Regions from separate parts of the Mus musculus genome. Here all the other regions are linked to region 4. A link is a contact called in public HiChIP or PLAC-seq and promoter capture Hi-C data. All regions are on one chromosome and are shown on one strand. Each heading gives the region's core, a stretch centred on a gene start, on an enhancer-like site or on the middle of the called end of the contact. The rest is flanking DNA. Distances are from core to core; before and after follow the strand shown.

Region 1 (3,668 bases), core at 852-3,351, 380 kb after region 4:
AGGCAGACGCTAGAATTGTTCTGTGTCAAAGCAGGGATGGCTTGATTGGCATTCCCTTGTCATCTTTTCACTCCTGGTTCCACTCTCAACTCTTCAGGATGTTAGAGGATCGGTGGTCAGGAGAAGACCCAAGTAGAGGAGGGATTGCTGCTGCAGTCTGCAGTCCCCTCGGGGGACATCATGTGTGCTGGGTATGAATATTCTAACCTCTGGCCAGGAGCTTTAATCTCTTCATTCTGGTCTCTCACTGTTTATGGTGGGGAAGGAAAAGAGACCACAGGCCAGGAGTACGTACCTCTAGGAGCTGAGAGTTAACTAGACACACAAATCCTAGGGGCCTGAAAGATCTGTGGGCCAACTGGCTCTGGGCAGATCTGCTATGTGTAATGGGCCCAGAGCCCATCAGTTTGCTCTCCTTCCATTGGTATGTTGAGAGAGATTTACTAGAACCTTCCATAGGCAGAAACACACAAGCTAGACCTTCCAGGCTCAAAGGCAGAGAGTAGCCCCTTCCCAGCTATTTGACCTAAAAGTTCCATGACTTTGCTTTTCACAAGCTGTGGACCATTATTTGGGTCATTACTAGAGACTTCTTATGGTTGGAATAAGCTTTTCTCTAAAATAGACCAGGCTCATTCCAAGGCATGGGACAAAGCCACCTAAGATTGAGACACCTACTCGTCTCCCTTCTCTCCCTCAGGGGATTCAAAAGACTAGTTAGGCCTCCAGTGCCACCTCTGGCACAAGGAAATCTGTACAGTAGCATGCAGACATTGCCCACACAAAGTGTTGATTCTAAGGTCCAGGACCAGGTTCCTTGAGGAGTATTTTCTAGTGTTAATGATGCTCTCTTTTCCAAGTCAGGAAAACAACAGCTTACAGCTCCCCAACCCCAGCATGCGTCCCTCCTCAGCCCTTCCTGAAGGCTTGTGATGCACAGCCAACTCCTTCGTGCTAGGTTCAGGTGTGACCCCATGTACAGGGCCTCCTGTGAGACAGGGAGGCAGAGATTGCTGCCAGTTAACTGGCTCCCGCACTGACACCAGTCACCTCAGCTGTGCCCCTCATTTCTCCAGACTCCATGAAGGAGACTCCTGCACAAGCCGCTTCTGTTTGATTCTCCGAGAACCGTGAGAAACAGGCCCGTATGTGAGGCGGCGGTTTTCATTCTATTCAGTCTTTGTGTATTCAAATTCTCCTGGTTTCAGCTCTTGCTGGCCTGCCAGATTTCCATTGCATTGATGGCGTCTCTGAATTAATAAGTGTTTGCAACCACTGAAAAGTGCCCCCACGCCTCAGCACTGGATCTTACCCGTATTGATTCCTTCCCATCTCGTGCTTTTGCTTTCTCTCTTAGATGTTATATTTTGTAAAATGTTAATAGAATTTCTCTTGCACCCTGACACTTTTATCTATTCAGGAGGTCTTCGAAAGTCCCATTGTACAGCTGGGCTGCAGGGGAAAGAGCCCTATTCTCTACAACAATGCTTGTCCCCAAAACACACACATACACAGATCCTTCCCCCAATGCTCACCAGGGTGGAGGGAATGCGGAGGCTTCAGAAGAAAACAGACAAACTTAGCCAGGAGAAGCAGGGAGCCAATTACGCACCGCTGAAAGACATGGCTTTTTTGGGGGGGAGATTTTTTTTTAATTCAAAATATTTATTTCCTACGGGCATCTGAATTTCAGTACCAAAACATGGCCAACACAGGAGGGAGGCTGTTTTCTTCGCTGTTAGACATTTTCAGTTAAAAATCAAGATTTGGCAGACATCTCCGACAGTGTGGAGATGGGTGCAAAGAAGCAGATGTCGCATTTACCTGCACCCGCAGCAGGTCTTACCCCCAACCTACACCCGCGCCCCAGGCATCTGAATTCTTCTGGCATCCCAAGGTCTCAGTCTGAGATGCCATATGCCAGAGTGTGACTGCTCTGTGTACAAACACACCGGTTGATCTTCTGGTGATTTGCTTGGGTGGTGTATGGGAGGCGTATGGCCTCAGCAGGTGTCTGGGGGGACTCTTGAAGCCCGCCAAAGCATGGGAACAGGAAGAGCCCAGAGAAGGAGGCCCTGTTCAAGTGATCTCAAACTAGCTTTGCCTCTCCTGCCAGCTGGTGCCTGGGAGAAAAGGGGGGGGGGTACAGCTCCCTACATATAAGGATACCCTCTTCACAGCAAATGACTGCAGGAGTGGGGGGGCACCAGAAGGGGGAGGCCCCAGGAGCCTGTTTGTTCAGCCTGGGTTGCTTAGCAACAAAGGGGGCCCTGCCTCCAGAAGGGATTTTTAAGTGAGACAGATCTCTTCCAGTCTGGCTTGCCTGCCTTTTCCCTGTTCTTGCCTGGACTTTGCTCTCTCCTCTGTCGTCTGTGATAGGATCTAGAAAAATAAGTTCAGTTTGCCCAGAGGCTCCATTTTAATCCTCACTTCACTGTTTCACGCAGAAGGAGTGAGGGACGGGTGGCCTGTGATTCTCCCTCGGGTGGCTTAGCTGGCCCTCAGGAGCCTTTGAGCATAACAGAGTGCTAAGATCTTCCCAGCCACATACACACCCAGCCTGCTCCAAGCACAGAGTGCTCTGGCTCACAGTCTGTATTGGTTTGCATTTCGGCCACCATTGTTGAGTCCAGAATCCATGAAGCAAACACCCGATTCACCCTGGCATAGCAAGCCTTCTTGAGGGTAAAGGCGGGTCTTGTGACCTAAAGGATTAGATCTACAAATGAAAGGAGTGGATTGTGGAGCCGTCTCTTGTTTCTTGAGATCTGTGTGGAATCCTACAGTTAGAAATGGCCAAGAGTTGCAGGGTATGTGAGAAGAAAGACAGATGCCCGCCTGGGTACTTCTGTTCTTGATTGCCTTGAAAGAGCCCTAGCATTGGTATACCAGGGTGTTAGGACAGCCACCACCAAGCACCAGAGACTGGAGAGTTTCAACAAACAAATTACAGTTTTCTCGTGTCTGTTTATCCTGGAAGCCAGAAGCCCAAGATTGTGTGGTGGTAGGGTTGGTGCCTACTGAGGTCTTGTTAGCCTCATTGGCCTTGTTGGTTCCTCAGCCCCTGTCTGTGTCTTTGTCCTCATTTGAGGACACAGTCCATATGATGGGATTAAGGTCCACCCTAATGAACTCATCTTAATGTTGTTGGCTTTAAAGATCCAGTTGGGATGGAGAGATGGCTCAGTGGTTAAGAGCACTAACTGCTTTCGCAGAGGATCCAAGTTGGGTTTTCCCAGCAACCACATCAGACAACGCAAAACTCCAGTTTCCCAGGATCCAGCACCTTTTGGTGTCCACAGGCACCCACCGACTTATTGCAAATAAACACGGACACACGTGTGTGCACCTAAAATTTTTAAATATTTTAAAAAATAAAAATAAAGAGTAGTCACCCAGTCATGGAACTCGGAACTAGGACTTTAACCGACAAGTTTTAGAGAGCAGAGTCCAGCCCATCAGAGTGAGGGTTCTGAAGCCTGCTGTCTACAACCTAATGAACTGAATGTACATTAGAAGGGACCTTCGCTGTGGCCTCTTGCACTGTGGAACACTGTCAAGCTGTCACATTGTATTGACCTGGGTGAAGTATTTGCTATATTGTAATGTCATTTATACAGCAAATGATACAATATAATCTCTCCCTCCCTTCTTCTGGGTCCCACTCT
Region 2 (3,345 bases), core at 222-2,721, 350 kb after region 4:
GCCACTTCTCTGCCCAGCCTGTGGCCCTGTGGCCCTCTAGAAGAAAGCCTAAGGAAGGTCTTTCAGCATGGGTATTCCATATGTCTGCCTCCCCACATGCCCAGGTTTCGCCAACCCAGATAGAACATACTATACGCTATGTCAACACGGTCTTTTTAAGTGAGCTGTACCCTTGCTTGGAGCTTTCTGCCTTTCCACACTCCACATATCCATCCCTACACCAGCAGCCGTCTGTGGGCCTGCCAGCTAACTTGTTCCTTCCCCACCTGGACCATTGAGCTATATTTCCCTCCTTCTGCTCCCATCCTCTTGTTTGTGTGGCCCAGGGCCTCATTGGTATTGTTTTTGCCTGTCTATCATGTTATTAGTAGATGGGCGCTCCTGCCAATCCCCAGTTCTGTGCCAGGCTCATGGTGGGTCCCTAGCAAGTGTGTGTGTGTGGGGGGGGGGGGGAGGAGTAAATAGAGAGAGCCCAAAGGAAGGAGCCCAGAGCAGCAGCCTAAGCCACCTTCATTTGTCCCAATGATCAAGCTGTTCCCAGAGTGGGCCTCCTTTCTCCTGAGGGTAGTACTAGGCTTACCGGAGGAAAAAAAAAAACAGGGGAAAACTCATTTGTGTATATAGCCACCCCACCTCCCTCCTCCTTGTCCCAGGAGGAAATGATATTTCCATACATCCTAAACATCCGCCTCCTTTAGCATCTGCGGAAGCTCAGTGGAATAATGAAAGATAATCAGCAATGGGCTGAAATTGCCTCTCCTTTGGCAAGGTTGGTTTTTTTTTGTTTTTTTTTAATTCCTTCTTAACTACTGTCATGTCATAGCTTATGGGGGTTTTGTATATGGACCAGAGCTTTGCTGATTCTTCATCCAAGGTGATTGGGGTAGGGGAGGGTTGTGTACAGTATGTGTGCCTTGCGCTTTTCCAGAGGCAAACATGACTCTGTTCAGATCCTGCAAAAAATGGTGGCCCAGTGAAGCTGGCAGCGTGTAAACATGGCAAGAGGGAACCTGATGTACTGGCCTAGGGCTCCACATGCCCTTCCCGGGGGAGCTTCTTGGAAGAAGCACTGGCAGGAGCTGGCCAGGCCGGAGGCAGTCTCTGTATTAGCTTCGTGCTCAGTTATGTGTCATCAGAGCCATTAAGGGCCATTAAGAGCCTTGGTTTCTGGTCCCAGCTCTACTGCCAACTGGCTGTGAGTGGCCTTGGGCAGACTGCATGGCTTCTGGGGTCTGGATAGCACTCTTCTATCAAAAGAGGGTTTGGATGTCATCTCTGGGTGTCTGATGAACTCAAAGAGAGAGAGAGAACGAGCCACTTGGAGAAGAGCGTCAGGCAGGGAGGTGAGGGGGGCTGGGGCTGCTGGGAGCAAGTGCTTTGAAGGTGGGAGGGAGACAGGACAGAGGAGAGAGCAGGTCTACTCAGCAGGGAAGAAGCTCCCCTGAACTGGAGCCAAATGCCTCTGGACTTCCAAGCATGAACTTTGGAATTCCAAATTGGCCAGAAAAACTCACGGCCCGGGCCCAGTGAGGCCAGCTGGTACCGCGCCCATAGGTTCTTCCAGAAGTGCTGTGGTTTATGAGCCCCAAGGGACTCAGCCAGCTTTGGCTCGTCTTCTTTCAACTCTTAAACCATTCCCCTTCCCTAATGCATGAAGCACCCCACAGTATCCTGAGGAGCCCACCGTAGGCCGGAGACTATGCCAGATACCGCCACCACGTAGTCCTGTCTGTCCTTGTTATCATCCAACCTTGTGTTCACCTTTATATGCTTGGGATGAGGGAAGACATGGGGACATTGGAGCCAGGATCTTGGGGTGGGGTTGACTTTTGTTCTGGGATAGCCCCATTCTGCAGATGGTGAAGACTTTGTAAGAAACAGAGCAGCAAGCGAATCTTCTTGTAAGGCCAAGCATCTCTTGAGGGGAGTAGGCAAATGGGCATTGTTGTTTTGGGAAGGAAGAGGAACTGGGTGAGCAGATAGGTACAGCAGGGGTAATTAGAATGCCCAACTGGTGGAAGCTCAGGAACGAGTTGTGTTGCCTTGACATCTAAATGACGGTGCCCCTAGCATCTGCCTCTGGGACACAAGTACGCGCCAGACCAAGAGCAAGTTGGACAGAAAGATCAAAGACCATGGAGATCCGTGGGCAAGCTCTTTCCTCTAACTGGTAACTGTTGAAGGTGTAGCTTAGAAGTGGAGCCCTTACCCAGCGCACCCAAGGTCCCACAGCTTCTGACACTAGCACAAGGAAGTGCAACGCACAAAACCAGCTCCAAGGAGGGAGTCACCCTGCTGACCGTAGAACATTCATGTGGAAGCATCCTGGCACTCAGTAGCTCCTAGTCCTTTATCTTGCTTGTTTAGAATGTCCAGCCACAGACACTAGCGATCTCTCTTTTGTTCTCCTAAACTCAGTATGTTTAGGACTGTTGTTGACACCTGAGGAGTTTGCCAAGTAAATTAGGCCGAAAGGCTCCGTCTTGGCTGGAAGCTTCTGTTCAGCCTCTCAGATCCCCTCAGGTAGGAATCCGATAGGTACCCTCTCATTGGAACCTGGAGAGTTCGGAGGCCTTTGACAGCCACCCTCCCTCCAGGAAGAGTGTGGGATGGCCTTTGCAGGGGAGAAAAACCCGGAGTTGGGGTAAGTTAGCTCACTCCAGTGTCCTGGGTTCTCCAAGGCAAAGAGACAGAGTGCTAGTATTTGGAATAGAACTCAGGTTTCAAGATGTCTCAGGCCCAGGATGACCGTGAGCTTTGAGAGCAGCCCATGGTGTTCTGTTTCTGCGGGACAGAATTGGGCACATTCCCCAAAGAACTTTGGTTAAATGTTTCCATCAGTCCCCGTTTCTCAATTCCAGTCTTCCAGATTGTTCTGAGTGGCTGATACACCTTGTGGGGAAGGGGCGGGGCTGCATTCTTCTGCCTCCACCGCCCCTGTCCTTTAGCCAAAGGCAGCAGCTTAGTCCTTGGAGCCGGTCACTAAGAAGGGCTCAGACTCTTTGGAGCCAGTGTGCAAGTTGGCAGTATCCTCTGAGCACCTGGCCAGAGCTCCTGGGGAGGGGTAGATGGGAGGTGCCACACTGCCCCTTGTGGACTGTGGTGCTCATAGCTTGTAGTCGCACTAGGCTGAAGGAATTCTGGGACCTTAGAGGAGTCTTCTGATCTATGCTCCTCCCATGTAGGGCCCTTAATCCCCCTCTTCTGTTTTCTTTTTCTATTCTGAGAGCTGGTTTAGGCTCATTAGAGTGCATGTTTAGACAAAGTTTCATGTAGGAGAGTTAATTCTCTGGTACCATGAGGTCCTAGGATGTGGTCTCTCCATAGCCACAGTACAGCACGTCA
Region 3 (3,400 bases), core at 759-3,258, 490 kb after region 4:
GAGGGTGGGTCTTTTATTCTAGGGCCACTTCTTAGCCAGGTGACCTTGTGCTCTAAAAAAAAAGAAAGTGACTTTTTAATTGAGTTGTACTTGAGGGATGGTATATGCATGTGTGTCTGTGAATAAGCTGTGCAAGTCAGTAACAGCCATAGAATGAAATTCTGAGCATCCAAGTGGCTAATGAAGTAAGCTTTCTAGAGTGATCTTCCCATCTTTAGTTCTCACGGTGGTGCTGCCTGAATCTGCTCATCAGTGGTAGGAGTGGCATCAGAGTGCCCCAGGGAAGCAGGGAGTCCCCGGGGCAGGCCTCGGGGCTTTGAGTGAGGAACTGGCAGGGAGTGTGAATCAGGTTTCAGAGTGAGTCAAGGCCCCAAAGCAAAGAAGAGTTGGAAGAGGGTTTACAGTGGAGGATGATAGAGGTGGCCTTCCATAGCGGGTTAGGGTGTGCAAAGGGCAGAATAGAAGCGTCAAAAGTGAGTCCAGAAGGCTGTCCCCTCCTGTCTGCACCCCATCGCCTCAGTTTTACCTTCTCAGCTACATTCCTCTCCCTTGTCACAGGCTGGCAGGTGGCTCTTTGGGATCTTCCAGCACTACTAAGGACAGTAAAGGTTAACATAGCACCAACTGCCCAAAATCTCATTGACTGACTACCTTATCTGCAGTGTTCCAGGCTGTCGGGAGAGCCAACCCAGCATCCTGTAACCCGGCCTTGATGCCTCCCCTCCTGAGCTACTGTGTGTAAGAAGGAGAGGGGCTGTGTAGGTCCCAGGCTGGGGAGACCCTTCTCCAGCAGCTGGGGCTAGAAGTTGCCAGTGTGTTCCCTGCCTCTTTAGCAATGGAGAGAGATCGGGTCTCTGATGCCACTGTGACCAATGGCGATTGGCTTTTGAGGGTGCCAGCCTTGGAACACCTGAGGCTTAGTTACCCTTGGGATGGCTCGTCAGGACTCACAGCCACTAAACCCCTCTTCGTTCCTAGTTATTGTCCAGCGCCAGTCCCTGGTGCTGGCTGAATAGTGCTCATTAGGAGGTGGTCTGAGGTGAGGCAGCTTAGCTCAGAGAGGCCCTGTTCATTTGAAGAGGACCTCAAATAACCTTTTGTCAGCAGAGCTGCTGCTAGGTGACATTGGTTGAAGATATTGAGGCTTTGAACAAGGACGAGTTAGTGGCCAGTCACAGCCTACAGAGGCAGAGTAAGCATCTTGAGTATCCAGGAGATAGTATTCCTCAAATGGGCAGGCTGGGGGAAGAACCCTGGCTATGGGCACAGGGCTGTGACTTACACCAGCTGCCAGGTCTGCCCAGAGAACAGTACTTTTGCCAAGTTTCCAGAAAAGCAGATAACACTCTCTCCAAATACCTGTTCTATCTAGAGTGGTACTGAGCTGCTTCAAGGGGGTAGCCCTGTGGCCTTTCTGTGCCCTTCTTCGGGCCCACCATAGTGACAGAGACTCTCAAGGTTGTCCCTGTTCAGAAAAGGAAGCCCTGGGCCCGCACTCAGGACTGAATCCCACACTGGTCTCCTGTTCTATTCTCTCTGGACAAGTCTTCAGAGCCTTGGGCCAAGAGAGGCCATTTCAGCGCTGTCCTGGTGGAATCTCAGAACTCACAAATCAGAAAGCCCAGGCCTTCAGTGTCAGCCTAAGCTCCTGTCGCCTCCATCCTGCTTCTGTCTGTAAGGGTTCTTCCTCACCCTCACCTTATCCCATCCCAGACATATTCACACAGGGGACCTTTGTGGTACTCGGTGTGGTGACCTGTCTGGCTCTACCTGGCTCCTTGCTCTGTGAGTAGGGGTGAGCCTCTCACCAGATAGGAAGCAGATCCTGAAATGTCAGGGTGGGAGGTTACACTCCTAGGTTGATTGATGGAGCTGAAGATTCACTCACCTGGGTGGGGCCAAGGCTATATAAGCGGGGTGTGGCCTTATAAGGAATTGCCTTGTGCATCAACCCTGTAACCCGTCTCTGCCCTCCCCCTCCCCATTCCTCTCTAGAGATTACCTCTTCACAGAGGCGCTTTTAAATGACAAGCCAGCTCCCAGAGGCCAGCCCAACGGCCACCTGGCCCTCTGTGTACTTGGGATTTATCCTCTCATTTGAATATTAAAGGCAAGCTTAGTCAGGAAGCAGATCTGCCACTTTGAAAGTCGACAGCACACCCCAAATCCAGCCAGGACTGGAGGGAGGTTTGTGGGGACCTGTGGGTGTGCAGTATCACTGAGCGATCCTCGCTGGCATGGAAAATCAAGAGTTGACTCTATTCCCAGATGAAAGCGGAGCACACTGCCTAATAGGCACTTAATAAACATTTGCAGAAATGAATTGGAGCAATCTGAATTGACAGGAATTGGGGGTTTCACTTGCGATCAGCTTTCTGTGCCTCTTGAAGCTGCTCTGCATAAATGAGAGGATGCAACAAAGTGAGTGCTCAGCTCCCCACAGTCACACCAGACATACACGTACACACGGGCGTGTGCACAGGCCCACACCCCATACTACACGCTGCTGGCTTTGCAGAAAGCTGAGAGGTGAGGTCCTTTCTTAGTTTGCATAGACACTGGGCCTCAGTGTCCCTTACCTATCGAAACCTACTAAATAGAGACAGTGGTCACCCTGCCTCACAGGTTTGCTGAGGGGTCTGTGGGAGCAGGCAGGGTTAACAGTGAAAGAGGCTACAAGTGTGTACTTTATTCCCTGTGAGCTGAGAACTGGTACCTACCACCTCCATCTCTTCCCCCTGCTGCCCTCAGCTCTCCTACACCTTCTCAGATACCTGCCTTAAAGTCCCCTTTGAGTTTCGCCATAAGGGAACCTTATCACCTTTCCTAGGCCTTCAGTTTTGATTTTTATTAGTAAAACCAAGAGAAAGCCTGCAGTGTAGAAAACAAAATTACAACAACAAGAATTACTCAGAGTATGAAAGGGGGTTAGACTGTCACATGGGGCCTGCGGATCCGGTATTTCATGACTTCTGGGATCAGCCCGTGCAGGAGACCAAGATGTATCCACTACTCCTTCCACCCAAGCCACAAAGAAACTTCTTTCCCTGAGTCTAGCTTAGTCTGGATTCCTTGAGTCTTGTCTCTCTGGTTGCTGAAAAACAGCATGGTGTAACCGCCGGCACCTGCCCCAGAGAGTTTCAGAACACAGAGAGACACTGGGCAGTGAGCTCAGAGCTTACAGACGCATCCTGTGTGTGACCAGCTTGGGCATTTCCAATAGTGGCAGGCACAGGAGCAGTGAGCATAGTGGGAGCCATTGATGGTACTTGGAGAGCTGTTGTGAAGGGCAGTCCTTGCCTATTCCTGCTACAGTGACAACACCATAACCTGGGGCTAACTATTCCCTAAGGAGTAGGTGCTGGCAAGTCCAAGGTCAAGTTACCTGTAGATTCACTGT
Region 4 (3,737 bases), core at 749-3,248:
ATGTGGTTGTTAGGAATTGAGTTTTTAGGACCTCTGCTCGCTCGGTTCCTGCTTGCTTTGGCCCAAGGATTTATTTATTATTATACATAAGTACACTGTAGCTGACTTCAGATGTACCAGAATAGTTCGTCAGATCTCAGTACAGATGGTTGTGAGTCACCATGTGGTTGCTGGGATTTGAACTCAGGAATTTTGGAAGAGCAATCAGTACTCTTACCCACTGAGCCATTTCGCCAGTCTCTCTGTTGTCCTTTTCTTAACCACAACGTGAGTGAGCCTCCCTCTCCCTTTAACACCCGCCAGAGTCACTGAGTGATGGGTCATTAGTTCAGTATCTAGTCTCAAGTGAATTAATTGCGTCTTGTTTGTTCCCTTACGCCACAGTCAGTCACTAATCCACTATTATTTACAGAACAGGTATGGTGGGACTTAAATTTGGGTGGCGGGGTGGTGGTAGAGAGATGGTTCCGTGGCAAGAGCACCATCCAATTTTCCAGAGGACCAGAGTTCAGTCCCCAGCCTCCTGTGGAGGCTTTAAACTGGTCTGGAACTCCAGTTCAAGAGGCTCCAACATCCTCTTCTGGCCGTCACAAGCACCAGGGACCCGAATGATAAATATACATGTATGCAGCTAACACTCATATGCATAAAAATAATCTTTAAAAACAATTTGGGCTGTGTACTTTGAGATCTCAACTCTGTAGCCCAGGGTGCTTTGAAATTGTGGTAATCTTCCCTCAGCTTTCCAAGTGCTGGCTCAAGAAATAAATGAAGCCGGGCGTGGTGGCGCACGCCTTTAATCCCAGCACTTGGGAGGCAGAGGCAGGTGGATTTCTGAGTTCGAGGCCAGCCTGGTCTACAAAGTGAGTTCCAGGACAGCCAGGGCTGCACAGAGAAACCCTGTCTCGAAAAACCAAAAAAAAAAAAAAAAAAAAAAAAGAAAAAGAAATAAATGAGTTAGACAGTAGATACTCAAAATTATATTCAGTATGCATAGTCTCTTTTTAAAACTTAAAATTCACATTTGATCACCAGTGAAGATTTTTCCCAAGTAATGGTTGGTTCTTAGTATGGTACCTTTCCTATATTTCGTTCAAAAAATGTGCACTGAAAGTGCCCTGTAATGCCAACACTTAGGGAGGTGGAGGCAGGAGGATCAGGAGTTCAAGGTCAACCTAGAACTTCCCAGCTTGAGGCCGTGAGACATGAGACACAGTCTCAGAATATCAAAATAAATAAGCAAGTAAAGGAAAGTGCCTAGGTTTTAAGGATCAGAGCTGGGCTGGTTGGCAAGTGGAACCTCCGTCGGATACAATTATCTGCAGGTAGTTTGGTTTTCTCAAGTCGTTGGGGGAGGCAGTGACTCATGGTGACCATTTCTTCGAAGGCAAACTTTGCAAAACCCCAGATCATTTAGAGAAAAGCCCCTTCGACATCACTAAAGTTGCGAAAATGAGAAATCAACTTGCCCTTGAGGGCTACACAGTATCCACATTACTGATCAACCAATGGCCACCTATTATACTCGAAAAGCTATGCTATGCTCGCAAGGTTACGGGAAAGCCAGATTCCTAGGCAAGGGGAACAATGTAGCATCGTCCCTCACCAGCCTCAGCAACCTTTTCCAGGAGAGGCACCATCCCAAGGCAGGAACCTGCCTGACACCTCTCCCCGGAGAAGAAGCAGAGACCCCGTGCGAGCCAAGTTCATTGTGCCGAGCACTCAGACACCAGGAACCCACCCCAGCCCGAGTGTGGGACGTAGGGGCCATCTCCCATGCCCGCCGTGAATATTGTTACTCTCGCGAGAGCGCCAGCAAGGCGGGCCCGTACAGCTCCGGGATGTCAGCGGAGAGCTCCTGACCGCGCCCCTCTTGGCGCAGCTGGGAGAGAGGCGCGCGCAAGTCGGGGGAGGGAGCGGCCGATGGCGCGCACGCGCAGGAGAGCGAGCGGGCGAGGGGGGCACGCCAGGGAGCCGAGGGCGAGGGGCGGGGCCTTGCGTCGCGCCGCGGGCACGTCGTTGCGCGTCCTCAGTATTTAATGTCTCTGTGTTCGCCCGGCCTGGGCTAGCACGTGGGGGAGCGGCCGAAGCGCCGTGCAGCGCTGCGGGGCAGGGCCGCTGGACTAGGTGGGGGGCCAGGGGGCGGTGGCGGGAGGATTGAGTGCCTAGACGGTCGCCCAGGAGCAGGTAAGTGACGGCTGGCACGGGCACCCGCCCGCCGGGCCCGGAGAGAGAACGAGTTGGGGTGATGGGGAGCCTGGGGTGCAGGTGCAGGGTGCGACGCGCGCGCCAGGTACTCCGGGGACCGAGAGCCTTGTGCACCGCGCCTGCTGTCAAGCGGGCGGGTCTGTGCCTTGATGACCCGCGCGCCCCGCTGGTCTTTCCCGGTCCCAGGGCTGCTGCTGACAGATCGCGTGCGCTGAGCTCGGGGCGCTGCTTTAAGCCGCTGCTTTCCCCTCCCATCCCCCCTCACGTCACTGGCCTCTAGGATGGAGGTGAGGGCGCAATTCCCCGGGCGCTCCGGTGCGCCTCAACTTTCCCAATGCTGGCTCACCCTTCTGGGTAGCCTGCCCGAGCGCGTCCCAACCAAGGTCGTCTAGTCTCGCTAGCGTTTACTTTTCAAAGGTCGTGTGTACCCAGTTTACGCGTGGAGAGGAGGCACTGGGGCGGTCTCTGCCAAGGACCCAGTGCCCAAGGCGGGAGAGGAGGTCCTTGGGGACCCCTTCCCTTCCTAACTTTCTAACTGCTGGGCCCAGTTGACTCTGGGTTGGCCCGGCAGTGGTGGCAAACCGGAGCAGGAAGACACAATTCCTGGAGTTCAGTGCCGCGAATTATTGGAGCGGACTCTGCCGTTGTAGCGGGGAGAATGGGATGCAAGACAGGTCCCAAACCTTTTGGCGGTGGAGAGACCATAAGACCAATTAGGATCCGGAGGTCGTGAGCTTGGGTGTCCGAAGGGAATTAGAGTTTGTGGCCCCATAAGCATGTCCTAAGAGGTGGGAGACCTCTAGCTAGAGGTGCCCGCTGACTTCTTGCGGGGGTGGGGAGGTCCAGGGTCACGTGTCGCGCCCCACCTTTCTTTCCGTCCCAGGACAGTGATCTGGAGGGACTTTGCAGGGGTCATGGGGGGACTTTGCCAGGGTTATAGGTAAAAACCTGCGTAGAGAAGCCTCCATACGCGTAAAGGAGCCTACATTCTGGTGTCAACTACTGCTGTGTCCTATCTTTTCCTGTTTCCTTTCTCCGGGAGGGAAGGTGCTGATAGTCAGGGGCTGTGCAGAAGGGACCTCTGAGACGCCCTGTGCCTAACCGGACCTTTTCCCTCCGGGAAATGCCTCGAGCAACTAGTACCTTTCCACCCTTGGGCTGTGGTTAACACAAACCCGGTGGACTTCGCTCCAGGTGAGAGTGGAGGCTTCTCAAACCGGTAAGGTCGGGTGTATGTGTAGGGCAATTAGTAAGGTTTAAACTGCCTATCTTTCCGCTATTGAAGTCGAGGCTGCTTGGGGTTTAAATTTAACGCCTGCAGTGACAACAGGGTTGCTGGACCTAATGTAACCATCTCGGTTGGTGTGCTACCACCCTCTGTATCCGTGTGTTGCAATTACAATTGCTATTGCTTCGGGAAATCAATCTTACATGCTCATTTAACTGCAGAGTCCTTCCCAAATTAGTAACCGTGGGGTTTTTGGTTTTGTTTTAAACGCTTAACTTTAGAAAGCGAGGCTTAGAAAAGC
Region 5 (3,497 bases), core at 669-3,168, 460 kb after region 4:
GCCTAAGCCAAGGGCCAAGCTTTCTATAAAGGGCCAGATAGTAAATATTTGAGGCTTGGAGGACCATATGGTCTCTGTCACAGCTATTCAACACCCGCCATTGTGGCCAAACACAGCCCCAGACAGTATGGAAATGAGTGGGCGTGGCTGTGTTCAAATAAAACCTAATTTACAAAACCAGGATGCAGCCAGCTGGATTTGGCCTACTGACCATCATCTGCAACTGAAGCCTCAACTGGCTCAGAGCAAGTGGAGCTCTGAGTGATGCTTGCCTCTGGGGTCCTGAGGAAAGGGGTTTAACTGAATGATCAAGTCAGGCTTATCATAGAATAGTGCTTTGTGAAGCAGAGAAAGAGAGGGTGCCACCAACAGACAATGGGGCTTGAGGAAGCAGTGTCTGTCAGAGTGACTTCATGCATAGGAGAGCATCCAACCATGATGAGGCAGAGAAAGGAGCAATGGTCAGAGGGCAATGCGGTCCACCCCTTGTGCCTCCCTGTCATGGCACCATGACCCTCCCCTGCTGGGCATCTCACAGTCCAGTGCACTGACACACACTAGCTTCATGACCTTGGACAAGTTAACGTCTGTGTTTGTCCCCTCTTCTTAAGAGTGGGACCTACAGGTAACTACTGCAGAGATGAAGGCTTATGTAAGGATGGGAGCAGAGCCAGGCCATGCCATGCTCTGTCATAGTGTTCCATCTTTTTAATGTCATCATAATCATCGTTCTCAGAATCATTTTGATTGAGCAAATATGAGATCCTTAGGGAAGGACTGGTTCATGAGTCCCCGTGGGAGGTAGGTACTTCCGGTGCTTAACTAAAGGTGGTTCCTCAGAGATGAGAGGGATGTAACCTCTGAAGTAAGCAGCAGAGACCTGAGATGGGATTTTATTTATTTATTTATTTATTTTTAAGATTATATTTTGACAGGCATGGTGGTGCCCACCTTTAATCCCAGCACTTGGGAGGCAGAGGCAGGCGAATTTCTGAGTTCAAGGTCAGCCTGGTCTACAAAGTGAGTTCCAGGACAGCCAGGGCTACACAGAGAAACCCTGTCTCGAAAAGCCAAAAAAAAAAAGATTATATTTTATTTTCTGTTGCCTGCAGAAGCCAGAGGAGGGTATTGGGTTCCCAAAAGCTGGAGTTAAAGACCACTGTGAGACTCCTGACAGGTGCTGGGAACTCCGATCCTCTGACCATCTCTCTAACCCCATGACACGGGGTTCTTTAGGTCCCAGAAAAGCTGAATCAGACCCTTTGACTGAATGGTTCTTTGAACAGGTTCCAGAGCGCTCGCTTCCAGTAGCAAAGCTCGCTGTGGTCTGCAGCCTACCCTCTTTAGCTTAGAGCACACTTGGGGAGCCAAGCCTTATAGTGTAACGCTGATGAGCAAGGCACAGCAGGGACAGGAGAGAGCTGAGTTGCCCTCTCCAAATCAGAACCACAGTGCTGGGCCAAGCTGGCCCTTGGAACCTCCCTGAGGCGAGGGTCAGCATCTGCGCCTTGCATCTGGCAGAATGCCTGGTGACACTCCCCTCACCCTCTCCTTCAGGCGTCGTCCTCACAGCCAAAGACTGAAAGCTCAGTCAGGAACCAGCCCAAAAGTGTGGGGGTGGGTGGCTGGAATTAACTGGGCTTCTGTGCTCACGATGCTATTTGCGGCGGCTCCCCCACCCCGTCAGCTAATTTTAGCTATCCATTCTGCTTCTGTTGCCATTTATAAAATGAGAATGTCAAATGCAATATTAAACAAGCAGGATGAAGGCAAAAAAGGAAATGGCAGAGAGGCATTTAATAAACGAATCCCGTGTTTACGTGGGAGAGGGAGAGATCCCGAGCCCTACACATCACACACGCCTGTGTGCACACGACCGTTTGTGTACGGGCTCTGCTAATGAGAGCCAAACAGTTTGTGAGCTGGGGGAAGCCTGGGAGAAGTAGAGGGGGAAATGGGGATGGTGTGTGGGAAAAATGTGCTACTCTTCAGGCAGAAGTAATTTAGCCTGCAGGGAGGCAACCTCCCAGTCAGAGTCTCTTCCCATTTGCCCTTGGTGGGTCCTCTAGTCAGTCCAGTGATGGAGAGGGAATGGGGGCAGGACACTGAACCTGTGGGTTTTCCACACCTGCTCAGCTGGTGTGGCCCCCACAACTCTTGCGAGGGGAGCACCCAGAAGCCCTCCTGTGTCTACTCCAGGATTGTTGTCTCGGGGTCCTTTCTTTAACCTCTTCCTGCAGCTGCTCCACCCCATATCCACGGAGCTCCAGGCTGCTGCCGAAAGGGCACCTTCCTTTGTTGTCTCTACAGGGAGACTGCTGCCTGGTTAAGAGAAGCTGAGACTCTGGGCTGGGGTAGACACCCACTCTGTCTTACACCCAGCTTTGGACACCTGCCGGGGGCCAAGCTTCCTCTTCACTTTGAAATGCCCTTGCAGGTGCCCGCAGAAAGAAGAACAGCTGGTGTTACTGCCGTCAGCTATTTCCTCAAATAGTACAGCCTGCCAGCTCCCCTAGCACACCTTGCTGATGAATGCAGGGAGCTGGGATTACCTGGTTGGGGGATGGGGGTTAGGGGTGGAACTGTCCTGCAGGAGGGAGGGGCAGCGGCTCTATGTCTTGTACTTTGGAATCAAATTGAGCACAGGTATGAACTGGCTTTATTTATCTTCAGAGGTTTTCCTGTAGGTTCTGCACATAGCAGGGTGTTGCAGTCTTCTCTAGGGCAAGGGCTTTGTGTAGGTTTTACTCCAATGGGAGAGGTGCTACTGACAGGCTCTGCCTTACAGATGAGAGGGGTCTGAGTGCAGAGAAGCTAGCTCTGCTCAACCCCAGAGCCCAAAGGTAGAGCTGAACCACGGCAGGGAGCTGGACTTTCTGACACATGAGGCTCAGCCTGCCCTGGGACTAGGGTGCCCTTGTTAGGGGACAGGTCTCAAGAAGCACTGGCGACTGGAAACTCTGGCTCTTCTCCACCTGTCACCCAGACTCTGAGCACTCCCGAGAGAAGAGTCGCGTGTCCTCGTATTCCTCTCTGTGTCCACACGCTACCCCTCCTTGCTCGGTGCTCAGTATTAGTGGTTTATGACCTACTTCACTTTGCCGTCGCTGGTTTTAATAAAAACACTAAGCAGAGGAAACAGTGAATGAAATTAATTCTATAAGTGGTGAGGAAATTAATTCTGGAAGCTGGAGTTGGGAATGATTGTGTGAAAGAAATAGCATCAGATTGGGCTCTAGAGGGCTAAGGAGGGGCAGAGCAGGCAGGACCCCCCCCAAAAAAGGGACCTGTTGTTTTTATGCTGGGAGCCCTGTGACTGGGTCCTGGCTGTCTCCAGAAATGGTTTGTTTGTTTGTTTGTTTGTTGTTGTTTTCCTTGCGGCCTCAGTTTCTTTATCAGAGAAGAGGCCAATTAGGCTTTTCCACCAAGTAAGCAAAGCCTGTGTGCAGTGAAGCAGTTGAGAGTAGGGGGCATCAATTGAAGGCTCTGTATGCCGC

Evidence for each region. Promoter capture Hi-C pulls out the DNA fragments that hold promoters and counts their contacts. HiChIP or PLAC-seq counts read pairs in DNA pulled down with a chosen protein or histone mark.
Region 1: a contact with region 4 is called in a promoter capture Hi-C map of neural stem cells. The contact joins the enhancer-like site here to the promoter of Akap1 in region 4. A contact is called at or near these places in 3 of 39 promoter capture datasets (embryonic stem cells, hematopoietic stem and progenitor cells and neural stem cells), 2 of 115 datasets of contacts at active chromatin or transcription factors (cardiomyocytes and kidney) and 2 of 9 other capture datasets (adipose tissue and liver).
Region 2: a promoter capture Hi-C map of liver shows a contact between it and region 4, with 2.5 times the contacts expected there. The contact joins the enhancer-like site here to the promoter of Akap1 in region 4. A contact is called at or near these places in 6 of 39 promoter capture datasets (the C10 cell line, liver, maxillary cranial neural crest and 2 more), 2 of 115 datasets of contacts at active chromatin or transcription factors (both in bone marrow-derived macrophages) and 1 of 9 other capture datasets (adipose tissue).
Region 3: a promoter capture Hi-C map of embryonic stem cells shows a contact between it and region 4, with 3 times the contacts expected there. The contact joins the enhancer-like site here to the promoter of Akap1 in region 4. A contact is called at or near these places in 11 of 39 promoter capture datasets (the C10 cell line, cranial neural crest, embryonic stem cells and 5 more), 1 of 115 datasets of contacts at active chromatin or transcription factors (fetal liver) and 2 of 9 other capture datasets (adipose tissue and liver).
Region 5: a contact with region 4 is called in an H3K4me3 HiChIP or PLAC-seq map of embryonic forebrain, with 3 times the contacts expected there. The contact joins the enhancer-like site here to the promoter of Akap1 in region 4. A contact is called at or near these places in 4 of 39 promoter capture datasets (cranial neural crest, embryonic stem cells and liver), 5 of 115 datasets of contacts at active chromatin or transcription factors (embryonic forebrain, kidney, large pre-B cells and 2 more) and 1 of 9 other capture datasets (liver).

Annotation. Positions count from the first base shown.
Region 1 is chr11:88,480,299-88,483,966 of GRCm38.p6, reverse strand. All of the region lies in intron 6 of Msi2 (musashi RNA-binding protein 2), which reads left to right. Among named protein-coding and RNA genes, the nearest start is that of Mir378b, 130 kb to the right of the region's middle. Within about 2 kb of position 2,101, at least 77 of the 459 cell types and tissues checked have an H3K27ac peak or open chromatin away from gene starts, as enhancers often do. A contact at or near this core is called in neural stem cells, where this site is marked.
Region 2 is chr11:88,512,482-88,515,826 of GRCm38.p6, reverse strand. The region is part of intron 6 of Msi2 (musashi RNA-binding protein 2); the gene reads left to right. Among named protein-coding and RNA genes, the nearest start is that of 0610039H22Rik, 110 kb to the left of the region's middle. Within about 2 kb of position 1,471, at least 37 of the 459 cell types and tissues checked have an H3K27ac peak or open chromatin away from gene starts, as enhancers often do. A contact at or near this core is called in adipose tissue and liver, where this site is marked.
Region 3 is chr11:88,377,724-88,381,123 of GRCm38.p6, reverse strand. The region is part of intron 10 of Msi2 (musashi RNA-binding protein 2); the gene reads left to right. Among named protein-coding and RNA genes, the nearest start is that of Mir378b, 27 kb to the right of the region's middle. Within about 2 kb of position 2,008, at least 30 of the 459 cell types and tissues checked have an H3K27ac peak or open chromatin away from gene starts, as enhancers often do. A contact at or near this core is called in embryonic stem cells and stem cell-derived epiblast-like cells, where this site is marked.
Region 4 is chr11:88,862,847-88,866,583 of GRCm38.p6, reverse strand. It overlaps Akap1 (A kinase (PRKA) anchor protein 1), which reads left to right and starts at 1,998. Exons shown (of 11, transcript NM_001042541.1): 1 at 1,998-2,187. All of the region lies in intron 3 of 4930556N13Rik (RIKEN cDNA 4930556N13 gene), which reads right to left.
Region 5 is chr11:88,403,457-88,406,953 of GRCm38.p6, reverse strand. The region is part of intron 8 of Msi2 (musashi RNA-binding protein 2); the gene reads left to right. Among named protein-coding and RNA genes, the nearest start is that of Mir378b, 52 kb to the right of the region's middle. Within about 2 kb of position 1,918, at least 97 of the 459 cell types and tissues checked have an H3K27ac peak or open chromatin away from gene starts, as enhancers often do. A contact at or near this core is called in embryonic forebrain and stem cell-derived neural progenitor cells, where this site is marked.